Regions from separate parts of the Ovis aries genome. Here region 2 is linked to region 1. The links are chromatin contacts, called in public Hi-C maps. All regions are on one chromosome and are shown on one strand. Each heading gives the region's core, a stretch centred on a gene start, on an enhancer-like site or on the middle of the called end of the contact. The rest is flanking DNA. Distances are from core to core; before and after follow the strand shown.

What was found. Hi-C and Micro-C count contacts between places; a contact is called where the count stands out from the background.
Region 2: a Hi-C map of tail adipose tissue shows a contact between it and region 1, with 2.4 times the contacts expected there. The contact joins the enhancer-like site here to the promoter of WWTR1 in region 1. A contact is called at or near these places in 3 of 16 Hi-C or Micro-C datasets (muscle, retroperitoneal adipose tissue and tail adipose tissue).

What each region holds. Positions count from the first base shown.
Region 1 is chr1:239,211,935-239,217,182 of ARS-UI_Ramb_v3.0, reverse strand. WWTR1 (WW domain containing transcription regulator 1) reads right to left here and starts at 1,287. Exons shown (of 7, transcript XM_027959404.3): 1 at 1,033-1,287; 2 at 193-629. The coding sequence starts at 623.
Region 2 is chr1:239,339,405-239,344,241 of ARS-UI_Ramb_v3.0, reverse strand. All of the region lies in intron 4 of WWTR1 (WW domain containing transcription regulator 1), which reads right to left. Among named protein-coding and RNA genes, the nearest start is that of TM4SF4, 71 kb to the left of the region's middle. Within about 2 kb of position 2,466, at least 13 of the 54 cell types and tissues checked have an H3K27ac peak or open chromatin away from gene starts, as enhancers often do. A contact at or near this core is called in tail adipose tissue, where this site is marked.

The sequences.
Region 1 (5,248 bases), core at 38-2,537:
TCCAACACCCTAAAACTAACTCCCACTTCCAGTCTCCCAGATTTCTGGAAAAAAAGCCGTTCAACGACACACATTATCACGCAGGCACACACACGCACGTACGCACGCACCGTCACGAACACGCACAAGAACAAGCGCGCGCGGCCTGGGTATTGTGACTCTGTGTGCCCCCCTTGCTCCAGGCTGACTTACTTGAGGAAGTACCTCTGACCAGTGGCCGTAAAGGTCATCTCCCAGCCCGGGGGCAGCGGTAGCTCGTCGGTCACGTCGTAGGACTGCTGACGGAGATGCGCGTGCTGCTGCGCGGGGCTGACCGCAGCGCCCGCGCCCGTGCCCAGCTGCAGGGACGCGGGCGACGAGTGCGAGCGGACGTGCTGGGCGCCGCCGGCCAGTCGGGGCCCGGGGTGGCCGCCGGACGAGTCGGTGCTCGACTGGCGCGAGTGCGAGCCGGAGTCAGGCTCCTTGAAGAACGATTCGGGCAGGATCTTCTTCCGCCACGAGCTGGGCTTGGGGTTCATCACCGAGTTGAAGAGAGCTTCGAGGTCCGTGTCTAGGTCTTGAGTGACGTGGATCACTTGCTGCCCGGGTGGCGGGAGCGGAGGGGGCGCCGAAGCCGGATTCATCTTCTGCTAGGAGAAAGGAGGTCAGATTAGCTTCTTATTGAAGGTCTGATAATTGAAGAGGAGAACAGAGAGAAGAGACAGATAGGTGTCCGCCTCGGGATCCCAGACACCCAGAACTTGAGACTAGCGGGGTGGGGGAGGGGTCCCTCCTGGCCTCCAGAATTATGCAACTTTCTTGAAGCCAAGAAGTTACCAGGAAAGGGGGAGGGGGTGTCTGCTGGGAGTTAACTGCACTGGAGACGCTAATGAAACTGCTGGTGTCTAAGGACAGGTCGAAATTTTCCAGAGCAGGCAGCGCCCTCAAAGTCTCAACCCGAGCCAACTCCAAGACGTCTCCACTCGGGAAGCCCGAGGAGCCGGGCGCCCCGGCGTGGTGCGGGGTGAACGGGCGCGCGCCAGCGGGCACTACCTGGACGCGCAGCGAATCCGAGTCTGGGCGTGCGGTGGCCGCCGTCCCGCCCGAACTCGCTGTTGGGCCTGGGTCGCTCGGCTGCGTCCCGAGCTTGCAGGGCTGGAGCTGGGGCCCGGCTGGCAAATCCCGACCCTACTCGGTGTCTGGCAGCCGAGAGGCTTCGGCTCTCACATCCCCCGAACTGGCCTCAGGCGCTCGCGCTCCGCGGAGAAGCGGAGAAGCAGACAGCGCGGCCGCCGCGGATCCCGGACTGTCCCATAAACAAAGTTTGGAGCAAACTCCCACTCCCAGGAAAGAGGCGGGCCCGAAAGTTAAGCTGTTGAATTATGCATGACCTCCAAGTCCGGAGCCAGCCTACCCTCTCTCGTCCCTCCCCTTCCTCCTCCTCCTCCTTCCACCCTGGCACCAGAAAACCCTGGGCGTGCTGGGTACTCTGCAGGGTAAGAGGAGATGGGTGCCCCCCGCCCACTCCTCCTGGACTGGCTGACCTCTCTCGCGGAACCCTGGATCTGCATTCCTTTGAGTTTACCACGGACTTGGGGCGGGATCAAAGGGAAAGTGGCCCGAGCCTGTTTAATCAAGGACTTGTGGACCGAAACCAGGCTGGGGGCGGCGGAAGACACGCGAGTGAGGGACCCAAACAGAGGAAGGGCGGGTCCTGGGTGCCGCGCCTTCTCTTCGTGCCGGGTACCGAGGCCGGGAGCCAGGAGCGCGGCATTGATCAGTGATTCTGCCTAAGGGCGGGCCCGGGTACGCTCCGACGCGAGGAGACACCAGCGAGGCCAGCCTTTCCACGGGAGGCTGCATGTGACCATATTTGGTCTGGCGAGGAGGCATCTCGGCTGTTTGGCTTTCAATTGTCTGCTCGTGCGCAGACAGTGCCCAGAAAGTGCCTCTGTCGCTAGGGATGCGACTTCGCCAACTAGTTCACTGTAAACAAACCAACCTTGAAACCATTTATCAGTTCTTCTCTCCTCTCCAGGGTAACTCGGGTCACCAGGGGTTGAGAAGAAACCTGGGCAAATCTTCGGTGCTGGAAAAGGACAGCAAGGGGCCCCCCTCTCTCGCGACATCCTTGCGGGTCGTGGGAGGATTGGAATGTCCCTGACGCCCTCCAGAGAGCCTGGAGCCTGGATAGAACCGGAACAGGTGGCAGGGAGTAGAGAGGGTGCGCCAGTGACCCGGAAAAAACCACCCACCCTCCCACCGACTGGATCTGGGCGTGGGCTGGAGACCCCCTACTTCTAGGTCTGGCCTGGCAAGACAGCTGCGGGAAGTAGGAGGCGGCCTGGCCCTCCGAAGCAGCTCAGTTCCTTCTGTTCCTTGTCCCCTCCCGTCGAGGGGAAGGGGAGAGTGGCTTCGAGATAAATCCGGCTTCAGAAAACCCCTACCCCGCCCCACCCTACTGGATTCAAACATAAGCTTATGAAATAAGTCACATGAGACAATATATGTAAAGCACTTTGCAGACATACCTGCCTACATGCCTTTTTGTTAAATGAAAGTGCAAGTATTGTGCCTCCACATTTTTATAAGAGTAGATCAAAATTAAAATCTGGAGTTGCTGTGAAGGAGAAAAATGTATGGGAAAGACAAGGCCATCCTGTAGTTTTGCCATGGAAAGGGTAGGAGTATTCAGAGCACATTCCCTGAATGGCTGCTCCCTGTCATTGCCCAAAATAGAGCAGAAGCCACCTATGTGAGCCCCCTTCTTCATTATCTATATCTGAGGGTGTGCTCCTCACAGACTGGGAAAAATCAAGGCTGCCTGAGAGATCACTATCCAAGGTAAGCAGAGCATGGCTCCTCCAGGAGACTGTTTTCCATCAGCAAGTCCTCTGCCCATAGGACCAACAGAGGGAAGGGGAAGCTGCTGCAGGTCACTCCATGGGAAGTAGCATCTTTGCAAGCTATTCTCAAAAGCCACCACAGTTGCAACAATAGAATTAGCTTTGGAACTACAGGAAGTGAATGGGACCAAAGTGTTACTAATTGAGAAGCCTCTTGACAATGAAAGGATGGAACTTTGGGGCCAGCCCTATTGCAGGAAGGTCCTCACCCAGGAAGGAAGGTCTTGCTTTGTAAGAAATACCTGGTTGCTAGAAAAGAGGAAATTACTGAGGGAGCCATGAGGTTAATCAGCCAGGGAGAATCAAGGCTGAGGTTGGGTGGGCAAGGATGCTGTCACTCCTTGCCAAACTTCAAGCCCTAGATAATGGAGGACAAAGTAGATGCCTGAAATGGAAAAGGCTCTGATCATGTGAGAGCTCAAAGGGAAAACTCCCAGTTCCCAGTCTATATGATAGTGGATGGCTGAAGAGATTTGCTTCAGTGCTTCAAACAATAGTTTCAGATTAAATAACATTTACAGTCACCTTATATGTATCAGGTAGTGCCCTGTAAGAGACAGCAGACAAGTGTATAATGAATCTCCAGAGGAAAATACCTGAGGCAAAGTAGTTCAACTCTCTACTCCTGAGTTTTCCTCATTCTAAATTAGGGACAATAACAGTACCCACCTCACAAGAGTTTAGATTAAAACAAATTTTAGTCGGCCCTTTTATATCCCTTGGATTCCACATCTGCGGTGGATTTAAAAAAAAAAAAATCCAGAGTTCCAAAGAGCAAAACTTGAATTTACACCACACTGACAACTATTTACATAGCATTTAATTGTATTAGATATTATAAGAAACGTGGAGATGATTTAAAGTATGTCAGAGAATATGTGTAGGTTATATTTAAATACTGTACCATTTTTATATAAAGGACTTGAGCATCCTTGGATTTGGGTTTGAGAGGGCGTTCTTTCTGGAACCAACCCCCTCCACACACATTGATACTGAGGGATAAGTGTGTACGAATTTTATCTGTTCTCCCATGCTTAGCTCTATTCTCTATGTGGGGCAAGTAATTTAACCTCCCTAAATCACAGATTACTCATTTACAAACTGGAGATAATATTGTTGTAGTCTGTGACACCGCTGCCCTTCAGTGGACCACCCTTCCGTTGGTCACACCCTTATGGAGTCCCTCCTACTTAAATCTGGACTGGGCCAGTGACTTAACTTCGCCTGGAAGTGCAGACCTGCAGCTGCGCTAGTTCCCTCTTTGAACCCTTAAGGAGGTGTGAAAGTTTCTGCTTTTGTACTTTGGGGAGATCTGAGCCAATGGGGAAGAAGCGCAACTATTCTGTGGGAGAAACCAGGTGGAGAGGAAAAGACCCTGAGATGGGGGAGAGAGAGAAGTCCAGCCGTCCAGCACCCAGCCACCCACCAGGCGACTGCAAACAAGTCAGTGATCAGCATCAGGACCAACAGAACCACAGAGCCCAGTGCAGCCCAGATTGTGGAAGTAAGAACAAATAAAATGAATATTGTTTTAAGCTACTGAAGTTTGGAATTTTTTTTTAAATGAAGAATGGGCATTCTAAAAATTGAGTAAGAAATGAAGTTCTTAAATTCTGTTACCTGCTGAAGTATTTAATAAATAATGGCTGTGATTTATGGGCTAAGACCCATAAAATAGATAATAGACAAATGTTTTACAGATAAGGAGACTGGCCCAGGGAATTTTAAAGTACAAGAATGTCTCACTTTATTGCACGTCACAGATACTGTGTTGTTTTGTTTTGTTTTTTTACAAACGGAAGGTTTGTGTCAACCTTGTGTCATGCAACACGATCAGCTCCATTTTTGCAACAGCGTTTGCTCAGATCATGTCTCTGTCACAGTTCAGTAATTCTCACAGTATTCCAGACATTTTCCTTATTACTATATAGCGTGTGTGTTAGTTAATTGCTTAGTCATGTCCAACTCTTTGCAACCCCATAGGCTGTAGCCCACCATGCCCCTCCATCCATAGGATTCTCCAGGCAAGATCACTGGAGTGGGTTGCCATTTCCTTCTCCAAATGGAACTATAGAAAGAAAGAAAATGAAGTTGCTCAGTTGTGTCCAACTCTTTGTGACCCCATGGACTGTAGCCTACCAGGCTCCTCCATCCATGAAATTTTCCAGGCAAGAGTACTGGAGTGGGTTGCCATCTCCTTCTCCAGTTACTGTATTAGTGAATTGTTATCTATGATTAGGGAACTTTGATGGTACTATTTCAAAACGTTTACGACTCACTAAAGGCTCAGATGATGGTTAGCATTTTTCAGTGATAAAGTATCTTTTAATTAAGGTATGTACATTGTCTTTTTTAAGAATAAC
Region 2 (4,837 bases), core at 1,217-3,716, 130 kb before region 1:
TAGTAGGGTCTCTCTCCCTGACATCTATATGCTCCAAACCTTCTTTCCAACTCAAGTAGCTAGCACTGCTTCTATTTCTACTGCATTCACGGATCTACCAACCTCCACATGCAAGACTGCATCCAAGTCTCTGTTCTACACTGTCACGATTTTTACAAAGAGTGACCAAAGGAGAAAATTCAACGTGGGAAGAGGTCAGGGGTATTACGTCTATGAAGAAGCAAGTGAAAGTGAAGTTGCTCAGTCATGTCCGACTCTTTGTAACCCCACAGACTGTATAGCCCACCAGGCTCCTCTCTGTCCATGGGATTTCCCAGGCAAGAATACTGGAGTGGGTTCCTCCTCCAGGGGACCTTCCTGAGCCAGGGATCAAACCTGCATGTCCTGCACTGCAGGCAGATTCTTCACCATCTGAGCCACCAAGAAAGTCCCATGAAGAAGCAAGGGGACTGTTTAAAAGAGATGCTGAGTGGCAACTGTGGCTCTCAAACTATTAATGGACTGTCACATGGAAGAAGGAAGATTCCCTCTATCCCAGATTGGAGGCACATCTGATGTAGTCCATTCATTGGTAGGACTGGCTGCTTCTCAATTCTCTGGGCTACTGGCCACTGGAATTTTCAAATACTTGTTGAGGCGTAAATGCTACTGGACATGACCTGGGCTTGGCATAGGAAAAAAAAAAAAGTGTTCTTGGAATCAAAATGATGAAAGCTTAAATTCTAGCTCAGCTACTCCTTAGAGTAGCTACACTTTTTTTTCAGTTTGTTAATCTGGAAAAAAAATGACTTTTAAGATTTATCCTGCTGGCTGGTTATAAAGATTAAAAAGCATATTTATCAAGAACCTGGCACAGGGAGGCAGCTAATAAAATGAGCTACTGATGGTGCTAAATGTTTTAGGATACAAAGATATTAGCTAATACTTGCATATCACTTACAACTTGTAAAGCACTGTCCTAAGTGTATTAACATACTATTTCATTTCATCCTCGACAGCCCAGCTCTCTCCATTTTATAGATGAGGACACTGAGGCGCAGACAGGCTAAGCAACTTTCCCAGGATCTGCCCCCAGAGTCCGTTCTCACAGCCACTACACAGTCAGCGACAGAGAGAGGAAAGCCAAGGACTGAGGTTGGCAGACCTCAAGACCTCAAACTGTCAGCCCTTTCACCTACTAGCTGCGGGACTTGGGCGCATTATCTCATTTCTCTGAGCCTGCTTTCACAGTTAGAACATGGAAATACCAGTCGCTGCCTTCTTCAGGTTGTGTTTGTGTGCTTAGTTGTCCAGTTGTATCTCTGCAACCCCATGGACTATAGCCTGCCAGGATCCTCTGTCCATGGATATTCTCCAGGCAAGAATACTGCAGTGGGTTGTCATGCCCTCCTCCAGGGGATCTTCCCAACCCAGGTCTCCCGCATTGCGGGCAGATTTTTTAAGGTCTGAGCCACCAGAGGAGTCCAAGAATACTGGAGTGGATAGCCTATCCCTTATCTGAAGTATTTTCTGAACCCAGGAATCGAACCTGGGTCTCCTGCATTGCAGGCAGATTCTTTACCAGCTGAGCTACCAGGGAAGCCCCTCCTTCAGGCAGTTTAGAGGATTTAACAAAGGGTCCTGTTTCACTTCCTGAACACACTTTCTCTCTCTGAATTGGAAAAGAGATCTAACTGGCCTCTCGGATCTGTTTCAATGTATATGGGTGGAGCTAGTGTCCCGGGAATTCACAAGCACAGTCAGCAGAGTTACAAGTTAAGATGTTAAAGGCCTGTTTTCAGAAAGATCTGGAAAGCTGCCCCTGGTAACCCCACCCTACCCTCCTCCACAACAGCTTTTTTTTTTTTTCTCTACATCCAAGCTAGGGATGGAGAAGGCAATGGCACCCTACTCCAGTACTCTTGCCTGGAAAATCCCATGGACGGGGGAGCCTGGTAGGCTGCAGTCCATGGGGTCGCTAAGAGTCAGACACGACTGAGCGACTTCACTTTCACTTTTCACTTTCATGCATTGGAGAAGGAAATGGCAACTCACTCCAGGGTTCTTGCCTGGAGAATCCCAAGGCCGGGGGAGCCTGGTGGGCTGCCGTCTATGGGGTCGCACAGAGTCAGATACAACTGAAGAGACTTAGCAGCAGCAGCAGCAAGCTGGGGGTGTAAAGACTGGTACAAAATAAAGGCCTGAGAATCTCCTTCAGAGTTTGTGGTCTTCCATCTAGCTTCCTGAAGCGAATAATTATATATATGTGGGTTTAAAAGTGCCCTCTCCGAGAGGCTGGGGATTGGGATGGTGTTTAAAATAGCTGGAGGGGTTAGTGGGTGAAAGACAAATGCTGATTCATAAGAGGAAGATGTCCCTGGAAGAGAACTTCAATCCTCCTCTCCCTCCAACTCCCCACTGGCCTGCCGCCTGCCCGTGGAATAAATCAACAGAGGAGGTAAGAGGGTAAACAGCAGTTGAAAGCACCCTGTAGCCCTGTCCGTCCTGGGTGAAGGGAGTGTCTCTCCCCAGCCAGCCAGCTCTGGCCCTCGCTGGAATGTACTTCAAAGACAAAGGAAGACAATAACTTCTTCTGAGGGTGATCTGTTTGATTTAAGTGTGTGTGGCCAGGGATACTACAAAAATGGAAGACTGGATTGTTTTAATTATAAGGGGTGGAGTGAGTAGAAACAAAAAAAGAAAAGAAAGACAATATTTTGAAATCCTAACATTAAAAAAATTATTCTGGTGCAGAGAAGTTGCTCTCGCTGCCAAAACCCTGAGGGACTTCAGGGGCAGAATGCCAAATTATTGACCTTCTTTATAGGGGGGAAAAAAAAACCCATGCCCATGTAAATTTCTTTGTAACTCTGTGCCAAGGGATTCTAGAACTTCATTGTCACATTTCCTGGAGCCTCTCTTTGGAAATACCTCATCACACAGGCTCAGCTGCCAGACCCAAGCTGTCACTAGGAAAGACTATTCAAAATTCTGACACTTTGGGAAAGACATTTGTTGAGTCCCTAATTATTAACCACGGCCTTCTTGATGCTCTTTAATTCAAGATGTATATAACAGTTTTGTGTTGTTCCATAATCTCTGTTATCCTTTAGAATCACATTAAGGGAAACATTATAACTTAGATATTCTCCTTTTCACTTAAAAAAATAGCTGAATGGATTTCAAGATGGAGTATTTCTTTACACCTCAGAGATAAGATCAGAAATATGAAGCTGCTTTTCCTTTGTTCAAACTTGGTGAACCTCCATTTTAAAAAATGTGTTTGTACTACTCAGCCTTAAAAAAACAAAATTTTGCCATCTGCAGCAACCCGGGTGGACTCGGAGGGCACTATGCCAAGTGAAATAAATTCAGACAGAGAAAGACAATGTGCAATAGCATTTATATGTGGAATTAAAAATTACAAGAAACTAGCAAATATAACAGATATAGAGAACAAACCAGTGGTTACCAGTGCGGGAGTTGGGGATAATACATGGGTGGGAGAGAGGGAGATACACACTATTGGGTATAAGATAAGCTAAAAGGATGTACTGTACAACATGGACAATATGGCCAATGCCATGTAACGAAATGAAAAGGAAAGTTTAAAAATTATCTAAAAAATTTCAAGAACCTATAATGGAAAATAATCTGAAAAAAGAATATATGCGTGCTCAGTCGCTTCAGTTGTGTCCGACTCTTTGCGACCCCATCAACTGTAGCCTTCCAGACTCCTCTGTCCATGGGATTCCCCAGGCAAGAATACTGAAGTGGGTTGTTATGCCCTCCTCCAGGGGAACTTCCCCACCCAGGGGTCGAAATGCTTTCTCATGCCAATTCAAATTGGTTGACCAATTTAACTAATGATTAAGAAAGCTCAGTATTTTCCATTTTTGGCTTTTTCCATCACTCTCAAATTCTGATAAAGCTTTCCCAGGATTTCAGCCATACAGCATGTATGGCCCTAGGCAAACATTCCCTATATCACAGAGATGATATACATACACACACACATATATGTTACTGAAACACTTTGCTGTACACCTAAAACAAACACAGCACTGTAAATCAACTATATTTCAATAAAGTTTTTAATTGTATAAAAATAAACATTTAAAAATAAATAAAAATTTTAAATGTGTTTGATTTTAGGAATTGGTAATTTTTTTAGAAAACGAATTATTTCCAGGACCTGTAGGCAAATAGAACACTGACAGCAGTTAGAATGGAAACTCTGTGAAGGTAAAGAACAAGCCTATTAGTTCACTGCTGTGCATTCAGGGCCTAGAACATGTTGAACAAAGGAGTGAATTAATGAATGTACACAGCCAGGCTACTCTAGTGGGATCCATGGGTGGACAACATGACCACTGATGTTCCTGGTCAACCCCGAAACCTAGTTCCCTGAAATGCTTTTCTAAAAGGAATCATAGCCCCATGTGCTGAAGGCATGACTCCATGAAGCTGCCACTATTTATGCTATGATATGACACTTTTTAACCTCTCTAAATAGTTGTTCTTCACATGACAAACAACAGACCTCGGAGCCTTCCCTGGACCAGCCTTGCTCACAGCCGGGTGTGTCTCTCCCCAGGGCCCTCAGTCAGGAATGGCTGAAAGAGGCCGGCCAGCTGGCCCGCCAGACCCAATAGTGGCTGTCAAGCCCCACAGAAATCTGTGAGACCTGCCAAAGAATTCCGAGGCCTCCCGCCCAAGCCCTCTCTCCTGGTCCCCGTTGTCCTGGCAATCAGAGGCCAAGCTGAGTCAGCATTTTTGTCTGACAAGCTGCTTTCTCCTGTCCACTGAGCCCCAATTAAGTGAAGGATGGGGGTGAAAGCAGTGCTGAGTCTGCCTG